2 separate regions of the Pan troglodytes genome follow, and region 1 is linked to region 2. A link is a contact called in public Hi-C data. All regions are on one chromosome and are shown on one strand. Each heading gives the region's core, a stretch centred on a gene start, on an enhancer-like site or on the middle of the called end of the contact. The rest is flanking DNA. Distances are from core to core; before and after follow the strand shown. Region 1 has its middle 51 kb from the start of NID2. Region 2 holds the start of RTRAF (RNA transcription, translation and transport factor).

Region 1 (6,341 bases), core at 1,104-3,603, 130 kb before region 2:
AGAGATGGGGTTTCACCATGTTGGCCAGGCTGGTCTTGATCTCCTGACCTCGTGACCTGTCCGCCTCGGCCTCCCAAAGTGCTGGGATTACAGGCGTGAGCCATCGCACCTGGCCCCCCATCACAACTATTTTATGGTCTGGGTCCCAGATTTTATTCACCTCTCTACCCCCGCAGTAACCTACACAGTGTTTTCTGCATTCTAGGTGTATTAAATAAATACATGTTGGCTGAGCACAGTGGCTCACACCTGTAATCCCAGCACTTTGGGAGACTGAGGCAGGAGGATTGCTTGAGCCCAGGAGTTTGAGACTAGCCTGAGCAACATAGTGAGACCCCAACTCTAGAAAATAAGTTGAACATGAGCATGACCTAATAGCAATGAAAAAAGAATGCTCCCTATTTTTATCCATGACACATTATAGGAGATAAAAATGTCCTTCAGCGTACCTGAGATTATCAAGGATAGAAGTACATAAAACATTAAATTTCAGCTCTTTAGAATTATATGCCTAAATGCTGTTGGGTTTCCAAAGATAGTGGATTTCAACCCAATTTAATTTTAAAAAATGATGTTCACTCTAAACAAATAACTGTGCTGGGGTTGTAAGTAAGATCTAGTTTCTCACTTACAGGAATTTAGTGTCAAGTGGGAAGATGCAGAATGTTCGTAATTAACTACAGTATTACATGAAATAGAATGTGTTACCTGCCAAAATAGAGATCTACAGTGCAAAGAGACAAAAAGGTGAGAACTGGCTTTCACTTAGGAGAGTGAATGAAGCATTTGTGGAGGAAATGGTATCTGAACCGAGCCTCTAAAGGGTAGGTGGATCTTGCCTGTTAAAGAGAAAGAATCTTCTGGGCAGAGAAAATCACATGGGAAAAGAGATAGGCACAAAGCTCTCTTGGGAGCAGCTACTTTTCCATATGGACTGGGCAGGGCACGCGAGTGAAGTATGAAGTTCAACTGGAATGTCATTGGGAACAGCCAAGGCCGAGAACTATGGAATAGTTTTGAACCAGGGGAGATATGATCAGGGCTGTGCTGCAAAGAAAGTGGCTGCAGCAGGGAGCAGTGTGGAGGGCAGGGGGAAGAGATAAGAAGAGAGAGGTGAAGAGTTGGAAACCAGTAAGAAGGACACTTCAGAATGTGACATGAGTGAGAGAGTGGGTTTGGGCTCCTCTGTGGTAAACCTCATTTTGAAACTGGTTTCACTCGCTACCCCTGCAATTTAGGCTTTAAAATAAGACTGTCTTTGGACTTTAGTTTTCTCACCTGTGAAAGGAGAGGGTCGATGCTGGCTCAAGTCGGCCATCTCTGATGGTCTGTGATGCTAAGCATCTTATTTGTCATCTGCTACAAATCCAATTCTGGATGGCCGAGGTCACTTCTCATCCTTAAAATTTGCTAACATGAATTTGGTGCTGTTTGCAATTGGAAATCCCACTGATATGGCCATGATTTGGGGCAGGATTGGGAAGATGAAATCATTGAGTTGGAGTTTATTCCAATTTGCCTTATTTAAAACTTATTTCAGTTATACCAACTTTTCAAGCATGGCTGAAAAGAGAAAATATATCTTGCTGGGTTTACAAACTCGGGGGACAGGAAGTAGGTTTCCAACTCTGAACATGTGGTAGGTTACTTAGGTTACTTCTTATAAACACAAGGGTTTTACATCAGGGGCAGAGGCCAGATTTCATGACTATAACTGGAAATCTTAGGGAACAGATGAATCATATAACCCATCACTTCAACCGGAAAGCAAATGTATCCTACTATTAGAGTTTATCTCGAAATGTTTTGGGAAATCTCAGGGGGCTGGAGGAACCCTCAGCTCAAGCCATTTGTGGGATGTGTTGGTCCGGCATAGACTCCAGCCAAAAGACCAAATATTGCCTTTTGTTGTTTCCTGGAGGGAAGGATATGGACAACAATGATCTGGCCATGGGGAAGATTCAAGGGAATAAAAATGAATCATCACCAGCCACCAGGAAGCATCAGGAGCTCTCTAAATGGAATGGAGGCCTCCCATACCTTGGGTGGGTGAGGTAAAACAATAGCTGATGAGGGAGACAGAGGCGGAGATAGGAACACTCAGCTGTACTGAGACTGGCAACCATGGTGAAGGAACTAACCAAAAGAAATATGAGCTTGCTGCTGCCCCGAATTTCAAAAGAAATCACTTCGGGGCTGGTTTCCTGTAGTGTCCCTTAGGGAGGTCATTTTTTTTTTTTTTTCTGAGCCACCCCTGGTGATTTCCTCATCAGCTGCCCCAGCTCTAGTATCCACCATGAGCAATGTCATCTGCATAAAAATGTGGAGAATGTAACCAACTATTCACTCCATGTCCAAAAGGGCTCTGTGAACTATGAGGCTGCACGTGCAGCCTGCTGCACAAAGAGCCTCCAACCAGAAGACTGGAGTGCTAATTGCTGCCCTAGGAAGGAGGGTGGAGGGACATCTGCCCTCCAGTTCCGGTCCTCAGCTGCGGCTTTGGGGGAATTTTAGGCACACCCTGCTAGTTGCTGGACCCTGGGACATAGGATTTGAGCTGGATTCTTTCTTGTCTTCTTGTGCTTTTTAAATAATGTAATTAATTAATTACCTTTTTTAAAGCATCCTTATATCTCTCCATTTATTTTTGTCTTCTTTAGTGTTTCTAAATAAAGTCTTTTTTTAACCTTTAAAAATTAAGGATATTTTCAAACATACAAAAATTAGAGGATAGTATGATGATCCCACACCACCTAACTTCGATATCTGACCAAGTTTGTTTCACTTATGTCCCTTCCAGTTTTTTTCTAGATATGTAAAAACACATTCCAAGTATCATGTCATCTGTAAAGTCTTCAAAATATATTGCTAGCAGATAAGGAGTTTTAACAAATAACAGTACTACTATTATATGTAACAAAACTAGTAATTTTTTCACCTCACGTAATGCCCGGTGATCCACTTTCTTTTGTTGTCTAAAATGTCTTTTTTGAAGTTGGCTTGAGTTGGAAACCAAGTAAGATCTATACAAAATACACGTTAGTTCCTCTCTTCTTTTCATGCTATTCATTTGTAGAAGAAATCAGATAATAGGTTCTGTAGAATTTCGAGCTTTGGCTTATTGCATTCTTGTGGTGTTTTCCCAGGGAGCCCTTGTGTCCAGACGGTGGTCTTTCAATAACATTTGCCAGTTTTTTATGATTACAGGGTTTTTGCTTATTTGATTTTATATTTGTATCTTCTTGTTCCTATGCTGAAAAGCTCAGTCTCTATATTAACATAATTACTTATCAACTTTAGCTTACAACACATATATAGCTTAAAAATAATAGGCAATAAGACTACTGAACCTAGGTTAAGAGTTCTCTGCAATAATTCCATGGAGGTAATATCTTCTTTTACATCCCTAAAGATATTTACTATAGTTCCTTTCTGCATTGATGTTTTCCTTTATTTTCTTTATCATTTCTGTTTCACTTTTCAGGCATTGATAAACCTTGGCTGTTGCTTCAAATATAAATGATTCTAGAACATCAGAATAACTAGTAACAATAAGATTACTCAAATAAGCACATAAAATCAAAGAAGGTAAGTAAAAATTTTATAATCTAACGTTTGAATTGGACATATCACTATAAACTCATTTTATCTTTTAAAATAAATTTTAAAATGCATATTTCATTGCTCTGTCCCTTGAAAAAGTCTAAAAGGAATGACAACTCAGCAGTAATTAACACAATAAGCATCCAGATTGTGGTTTTTAAATCCTATTGTGTCCAGAATTGGTGGGTTCTTGGTCTCACTGACTTCAAGAATGAAGCCGCAGAGGCTCGCGGTGAGTGTTACAGCTCTTAAGGTGGCGCGTCTGGAGTTTGTTCCTTCTGATGTTCGGATGTGTTCAGTTTCTTACTTCTGGTGGGTTCGTGGTCTCACTGGCTCAGGAGTGAAGCTGCAGACCTTCGAGGTGACTGTTACAGCTCTTAAGACAGCGCATCTGGAGTTGTTCTTTCCTCCCGGTGGGCTCGTGGTCTCGCTGGCTTCAGGAATGAAGCTGCAGACCTTTGTGGTGAGTGTTACAGCTTGTAAAAGCAGCGTGGACCCAAAGAGTGAGCAGTAGTAAGATTTATTGCAAAGAGCAAAAGAACAAAGCTTCTACATTGTGGAGAAGGACCTGAGCGGGTTGCCACTGCTGCCTCCGGCAGCCTGCTTTTATTCTCTTATCTGGCCCCACCCACATCCTGCTGATTGGTAGAGCCGAGTGGTCTGTTTTGACAGGGCGCTGATTGGTGCGTTTACAATCCCTGAGCTAGACACAAAGGTTCTCCACGTCCCCTCCCGATTAGCTACATACAGAGTGTGGACACAAAGGTTCTCCAAGGCCCCACCAGAGTAGCTAGATACAGAGTGTCGATTGGTGCATTCACAAACCCTGAGCTAGACACAGGGTGCTGATTGGTGTGTTTACAAACCTTGAGCTAGATACAGAGTGCCTATTGGTGCATTTACAATCCCTGAGCCAGACATAAAGGTTCTCCACGTCCCCACCAGACTCAGGAGCCCAGCTGGCTTCACCCAGTGGATCCCGCACCAGGGCTGCAGGTGGAGCTGCCTGCCAGTCCCGGTGCCGTGCGCCTGCACTCCTCAGCCCTTGGGTGGTCGATGGGACTGGGCGCCCTGGAGCAGGGGCTGGCACTCGTCGGGGAGGCTCGGGCCGCACAGGAGCCCATGGAGGGGGTGGGAGGCTCAGGCATGGCGGGCTGCAGGTCCCGGAGCCCTGTCCTGCGGGAAGACAGCTAAGGCCCGGTGAGAAATCGAGCGCAGCGCCGGTGGGCTGGCACTGCTGGTGGACCCAGTACACCCTCTGCAGCCGCTGGCCTGGGTGCTAAGCCCCTCATTGCTCGGGGCCGGCAGGGCCGGCCAGCTGCTCCGAGTGCGGGGCCCGCCAAGCCCACGCCCACCTGGAACTCCAGCTGGCCCGCAAGCGCCGTGTGCAGCCCCGGTTCCCGCTCGCGCCTCTCCCTCCACACCTCCCTACAAGGTGAGGGAGCCGGCTCCGGCCTTGGCCAGCCCAGAAAGGGGCTCCCATAGTGCAGCGGTGGGCTGAAGGGCTCCTCAAGTGCCGCCAAAGTGGGAGCCCAGGCAGAGGAGGCGCCGAGAAGGAGCGAGGCCTGTGAGGACTGCTAGCACGCTGTCACCTCTCACTATTCCCAACTAACAGGAACTAGAGCTCTTTAGAAAAATGCTTGATTCCAAGTCTAGGGCAAAAATTAAAAGGTGAGTCTGGGACATTGTTTTGTGTCAAAGAAGAAACAAGAAAGCCTTTCAAAACAAATGGGGCTGTCGTTATCCAATGGGTTCTTCCTGCCTGCTGCAGAGACAAAACCCATTCACTGAGACCACAGTATTGCAGTAAAGAAGGAGTTTAATTAATACGAGGCCGGCCACGTAGAAGAACTGGAATTATTCAAGTCAGTCTCCTGAAGGCTTGGAGGTTAGAGTTTTTCAAGGAGAGCTTGGTGGGCAGGAGGCTAGGGAATGGGAAATGTTGATTAGTTGGGGATGCAGTCATAGGAGCCTGGAAAAATGGTCCTTATGTGCTGAGTCAGCCTCTGGATGGGGGCCACAGGACCATTTCAGTCACGAGTCATGGTCTGCGTAGAGTCAGTCAGTTGCCGTAAATGTAAAAGTCTAAAAACATCTCAAAAGGCCAGTCTTAGGTTCTACAATAGTGATGTTATCTACAGGAATAATTGGAGAAGTTACAAATCTTGTGACCTCTGGAACAATGGCTGGTTATTGTTTAACTATGCCTGTATCTTAACCAGAATTCAGGCCCTTCTCATAATCCTAATCTTGTGGTCTTCCGTTATTTTTACAAAGGTGGTTTAATTTTGGGAGTGGCTATTATCATCCTTGCTTTAAGGTTAAACTGTAAACTAAAATCCTCCCAAAGTTAGCTTGACCTATGCCCAGCAATGACAGCTTGGAGGTTAGAAGCAAGATGGAGTCAGCTATGCCAGCTTTCTCTTACTGTCATAACTTTGTAAAGGCAGTTTTAGGGTCATATCAAAAAGACACAAGAACTGCCATTAAGGGGCTCCCACTGGCCAAAAATGGGATAATTTGTGTGTGAGAAAGAATTAAAATACATCAGATATCTAAAAATTCGTGAGTATTTAATGACTTAAAATTCCTCCTTGGTCATCTTTGGAGGCTGCTAAAATTACTCAAAAATGTATTGAAAAGGGAAATATAAAGGATTTATTCTGCCTTTCTTGTATGTACTATATTTCAGGGTAACCACATTGTTGATGAGGGGAAGCTCTTTATAGGATAATTCC
Region 2 (6,111 bases), core at 701-3,200:
TTTACTTTACTTCCTAATTCATTACCTTTTCAAAGAACTTGGGCCAGTCGCTGCTGTGGATGTTTCTTAAATTCCCTCTGTCTTCAATCTTGTAGTGTCTGATTTTCTGGTCTTCAAGCCAAACGATGAAGTTTCTAAATTCTGTTTCATCTGCAATAAAAAATATCACATAAATAACTAGAAGCACTACATAAAATACCTCCTTCTCAGGTATATGTTCAGATATATGTTCTTGTGGAATTTTCTTAACTTCAAAATACTAAGTTAATTGAACCAAAAGAGGGAGTTGAAAGTACAGATTCTGGAGTTGAAAGTACAGATTAACAATGATCTGTTCAAATCCTGGGTCCAGATACTTACTGGTTGTGTGAACTTGGGATAATCACCCACATTTTCTGTGCCTCAGATTCTTCAGCTACAAAATGAGGGTGCTAATAGAACTTACCTCATAGAGTTATGAAGATTAAAAGAAGTTGTTTTATTTAAGAAGTTTCTTAAATAAAATAAATACGGATAAAAACACTGCCTGGCACATAGTTTTGCTATTTAAGTGTTACATATTAATATTCCAGTTCCTTTGCGGACAGAAAGGGGAAGGAGGGCAAGGTTAAATTTATAGCAAAGTAATAAAGTAAAATATATAACAAAATAATAAGTAAAAGAAATTAAATGACAAAAAAGACACTGTGACAACTGTTGTCATGGAATGTTAACTGCACATTAAGTGCATAATTGTTTCGTTTAATCCTCCCCATACCTCTTTTGAGGTAGGTAATATCCCATTTTACAGATAAGAACATTGAGACTCAAAGATTCCAATCCAGAACAAGGCTCTATTGTCACTGATACTTTTTTGTTAAAGTAGAAAAACAATAGATTATAATTTGATATGCTTCTACAGGCGATCAACAAAACACTGTCATCCTGCTTAAAAATTATTTTCAATTTGTGAGTCAAATTCAAGCTTCCATTATAGGGTCTTGAGAATTACACAGTGGTCTGAGTATCACAAATTATACTTGATCACTTTCAAACTTACCAGTCTATCACAGGCCACAACTATACAAAGGAAACGAGTAGTGGTGGGTAGCAGTTTAGTTACAGTGAGTAGCAACGTTATTACTTTTTAAAATTCTAATGCTGTAAAATCCCAAATACCTTTGTATTCACAATTCAACCCTCCCACTCATCTGCTATTAACTTTTTTGCAACACCACATAACACAACTAGCCCGTTACTACACGCGCTTACCCTCCCACTGTGATCGGTCCTGATTTCATTGTGTACTGTCTCAAACTGCTCAGTGGGTTCTGATTGCTTCCACCCCTCGTCCCTTTAGCTCCTGGCAGGCAGTGAACTAGTCTTCAAGTTACTCAGCACCTTCCTCAGAATCCAGCACCGCGCTGGCCCATAATTAGCAGGTGCTCAAGGTATCGCCTAATTACCCAGGGAACCATGGAGTTGAATAGTGAGTGAGAAAGACGAATGCTCTCCCTTTTATGTACAGAGAAGGTAGTTACGTGGTGCTTGGAGTTAAGCAAGTGCAGAAAGTAACATGCCGAGACAGGAGTAGGTGAGAGGGCTTTAAAGGCGGGAAGGGGCGGCGAAGAGCCGAGGTACGTGGCGACCCAGAGGAGAGGGGCCCGGAGGCTGCCGGCGGAAACCAGGCCGCCGAGGGTCCCGGCGGGGAGGTGGGGTGCGGGCACTGAGGCTGGGACCTCCGCCCAGGTCAGGGACACGCGGCCGGGCCGAGGCCGCCGCCTCACCTTTGCAGTTGAAGCCGGCGGGGTTGTGGTAGTCGAGAGCCGTCAACTTGCGTCGGAACATGGTCCCCGCTTCTCGCTCTGGTCCCCCGGGCCTCGGCCGGGAGAGAAGAAGCGAGGTGGAGCGGGAGGCGCAGGCACCGGCGACGCGGCGAGAGGGCGGGCAGGCGCTGAGACGCTCCGAAATGACGGCGGCCTTCCCCAATCGTGGCTTAAAAGCGGTGGCCGCCGGCAAATGCCCACCAATCGCGGCTCCGGCTGGGGAGGCGGGGCCACGTCGGCGCACGTCGACGCTCAAATAAACTTTATTGTCAGCTTCCTGGTTGTACAATAGGCAGAAAACCACTGGGAAGCCACTTTCCTTTCTTTCTTGCTATAGCATGCAGAGAATAGTATATGTAGGCTTTTGGTATTCGCTGTACCTCCCGTTGGATTACAGAATTACTGTTTAGTGTTTTGAGTGCATTCATTCATTTTATTACTCCTCCTACATAACAGGTGCTCTTCTAACACTGGTAATACAAAGACTACAAAGCAAGGTCCCTATAGTAAGATGCTTTCAGACTAGTTGGGAGTGATCCACAGGTAAACATACAATTGTTAATACGATGCGATCGTTCCAGATATCCTCAGCCAGAGTGAAATCTGAAGCCGAGATCGTCCCTCACTCCCCCTCACCCTCGGTCACAGCATCCAGTAGGTCACCAATTCCTGCCATTCTGTCTCTCCTAACTCTCAAATCCCTCACCTCCTTTCGGACCCCACTGATACAGCCACAGATCAGATCCTCATCACTTTTGCTTACTCTAATTATCTGATTGATTTCTTAGGGCCAGTCCTGCCTTCTCCAAACCATTCCTCCATACAGCGATGAGAGAGATTTTTCTAAAGCAAAAACCTGTACATAACTTTCTCTGCTTATGTTTTAGTGGTTCCTGGTTACCCCCTAGAAATAATCAAAACTCCTTATTGTATTTAAGATCTTTCCTGATCCAGTCTCTACTTGCTTTTCAGACAGTGGAGAGAGAGCAGTGAACAAGACAGACCAGGCCCCTATTTTCATGGAGTTTAAAAGGCTAATGAGGGAAACAATAAACAGATAAGTATAAACTAAGGCTTGAAGATGGTGAGGCATTCACCATGCAGTCAAAAGGGTAACCTAGTTTGAGGGAAGAGGATGTATAAAGGCAAGAAATGAGCAACAGCATGGCCCAGAGGGACTAGAGCTTATAGGGGCTGGAGGGTGAGAGGGAATGACAGCGGATAAGACTATAGACAAAGGCAGGAGTCTGATAAGGAAAAGCCTCTCATGGCAAGCTAAGGGAAGCTATTGAAATTCTTGGGGGTAAGCCAACTATGTATGTTTCATTTCATTTCATTAATTAAGATTTTAATTAAACACTTAGGATCTGAGGAGCATACAAATGAGTAAACTATAGTCTATTTTCAGGAAGCTTAAGTATAATGACAAATATAGATGTGTAAATAAATACTTATAATCTGGAGTTAGAAAGAGTAAGTGAATTACAAGAAATATAAAATGTACTACAAAGAAGTACAGGCCAGGTGCAGAGGCTCATGCCTGTAGTCCCAGCACTTTGGGAGGCTGAGGTGGGAGGGTAGTTCAAGCCCAGGAGTTTGAGACCAGCCTAGGCAACATAGTGAGACTTTGTCTCTATGAAAACTAAAAAAAAAAAAAGAAAGAAAGAAAAATTAGCCTGGAATGCTCGTGTGTGCCTGTGGACCCAGCTACTCAGGAGGCTGAGGTGGGAGGATCACTTGAGCCTGCAAGGTTGAGGCTGCAGTGAGCCATGATCACACCAACCTGGGCAACATGTAAGACCCCATCTCAAAAATAATAATAATAAAAAGAAGTACAGAGGCTAGAATACAGCTTTAGTTTTAAGGGGGCACTGTAAGATAATCTGTATTTTTCAATTAAGGTGCTTATAGAGTGAATCAAGAAAATCAGTTCGAGAGTGTCTCATTTCCAACAAAATTTGATCAAAGATATGGCTATAATCTCATATTGTAGTGCATGCTAGTTGTATAATTAATGAAATACTAACCAAAAAATGAAAGAATGAACCAATCATGGAAGGGAAAATAATAAGTACTTACATATAAATAATAAATTAAAAAGGGGGAAAAATACAATTGCAGACCATGAATTTCTTTAAAAAAATAAGGAAAAACATCTCTTACCATTTGTTTTCTGAAATTGACCTTTCAAGGCAGAAAATGAAGTTGTTTGCTCCTGGCCTAGTCTTTCCACTTCAGGGTCCCCATTGTCAGCAACTTAAGACTGTCCCTAGTCATCAGCCCTGGCCACCACCAGGAGTGGGGAGGTTGGAGGAAGATTCAGATGATGCAGAATGCTAAAGTATCAGGGGATACTTGAGCAGGGGATAAAGCAAACTTTGGGAAAGAAGTATAAAATAAATATTAATCCATTTTTTATGTTAAAACCCAGTTATCTTTTTTTTTCTCTGAATTTGAAGGAGTTCTTTGACCTATTCTGAATGGAGTGTCCAACAGTAAGTGAATCTTACATAATTCCATTTCTGAAGACCAAGCCCTCTGTATACTTCAAGAAAAGGAAACCAACTTTTTTGTGTGTGTGTTTTCATAAGTACCGAGTGTTTAGCTCCCACTTATAAGTGAGAACCTGTGGTATTTGGTTGTCTGTTCCTGTGTTAATTTGCTTAGGATAATGGCCTCCAGCTGCATCCATATTGCTGCAAATTTGGACATAATATTTGTTCTTTTTATGGCTGCATAGTATTCCGTGGGGTATATGTACCATATTTTCTTTATCCAGTCAGCCTCTGATGGGCATCTAGGTTGATTCCATGTCTTTGCTATTGTGAACAGTGCTGCAATGAACATGAGAATGCATGTGTCTTTTTGGTGGAAGGATCTGGAAATCAACTTTTATTATCAAATGACCTGAACTCCAATCTAATGGTTGATCATAGGTTTGACAGGCTATTAATTCATCTGTTGAATTGTTCAGTAAAGTGTTTAGAGTGTCAATTACATGCCAGGCAATCTTGTAGGCATTTTGGAGTCATCTGAGAGCTTAAACACAACAACCCTGACCTCAGGGAGCTTATCATTGGGCAAGGGAAGACAAACAGTACAATAATAAATAAATACATTATTTACTATTCAGAAGGTTCTAAGTACTATAGGAAAATTATAACAAGGTAAGTGGGGTAACAAATAGCGGTGGGGATATAATGGGTGTTGCAGTTTTAGACAAGATGGTCAGGTTGGGCCTCATTGAGACAGTGAAGTGTAAGGAAAGCCTAGAAGGAGGTAAGGAAGTTAGCCACACAAATATCTGGGGAAAGAGATTTCTAGATGGAGTACTCAAAAAAAAAAACCAAGATAAGAATGGTTTTTATATTTTTAAATGGTTGAAAAATCAAAAGAATAATAATATTTTATGACATGTGAAAGCTATATAAAATTCAAATTTCAGTGTACATAAATAAAGTTGTATTGGAACACAGCCATGCCCATTTGCTAACTGGCTGCTTTGGTGCTACAAGGGCAGAGTTGAATAAATGCAACATAGACCACATGACTCACAAAACCTAAAATATTTGCAAGGGCATATATGGTTGCAGAAATGTAGAGGTGGCCATTTCAACGGTATTGCCAGGGCAACACATTATCAAGAAAGGCAACCAGTCAGAGGTACAAGTTGCTCTTTGAAGGACAGTTTCACAACTTGTAACAACTTTTAAAGTCTTGGCAGTTTTACTAGAAGCCTTTGTTCAAATTAGTCTTCCGAAAACAGTGAACAGAACAAGTTGGTAATAACCAGGAATAGCCACAAAAGTCTCTACAGTGCACAGAAAAACAGGTTTTATATTCTAATGAATGTTATCAATTGAACACCCCATGAAATCAGAATTTTTGGAACAAGTTGTATAATGCAGAAAGGTCTCTCTCCCTGGGGGAGCCTCCCGATGAGCAAACATCTCCTTTATCTCTTTCTGAGACTCTTTACGTTAAATATGAAAACTTGCTGCTTTTTAAGGTCAAGCTCTGGAATTTCATGATTTAGCATTAAAAGCAAAATAGCAGGGCAGTAGAACTCAATTTTATTGGTAGAAAACGAATAGGAATGAATAGGAATTTATGTAGTCATGCAAACAGCATAAAGCATTCACCTTCCGCATCTAATACTGCAGAGGAAACACTTGCCGAACAGTGAAAACAACACAGAGGACAATACAGCCAAGAAGCACAGACAGGCCATTCCCAAAAATGTCTGGTAGGGAGCTAGATGCAACTTTTCTGAGATGTGATCCAATAAAATCTATTTTATACTTGA

What was found. Hi-C and Micro-C count contacts between places; a contact is called where the count stands out from the background.
Region 1: a contact with region 2 is called in a Hi-C map of stem cell-derived neural progenitor cells, with 4 times the contacts expected there. The contact joins the enhancer-like site here to the promoter of RTRAF in region 2. A contact is called at or near these places in 3 of 7 Hi-C or Micro-C datasets (blood, induced pluripotent stem cells and stem cell-derived neural progenitor cells) and 1 of 1 datasets of contacts at active chromatin or transcription factors (stem cell-derived excitatory neurons).

Annotation. Positions count from the first base shown.
Region 1 is chr15:50,126,728-50,133,068 of NHGRI_mPanTro3-v2.0_pri, reverse strand. No RefSeq gene overlaps it. Among named protein-coding and RNA genes, the nearest start is that of NID2, 51 kb to the right of the region's middle. Within about 2 kb of position 2,353, at least 7 of the 24 cell types and tissues checked have an H3K27ac peak or open chromatin away from gene starts, as enhancers often do. A contact at or near this core is called in induced pluripotent stem cells and stem cell-derived neural progenitor cells, where this site is marked.
Region 2 is chr15:49,995,792-50,001,902 of NHGRI_mPanTro3-v2.0_pri, reverse strand. It overlaps RTRAF (RNA transcription, translation and transport factor), which reads right to left and starts at 1,950. Exons shown (of 8, transcript NM_001246406.1): 1 at 1,767-1,950; 2 at 26-150. The coding sequence starts at 1,827.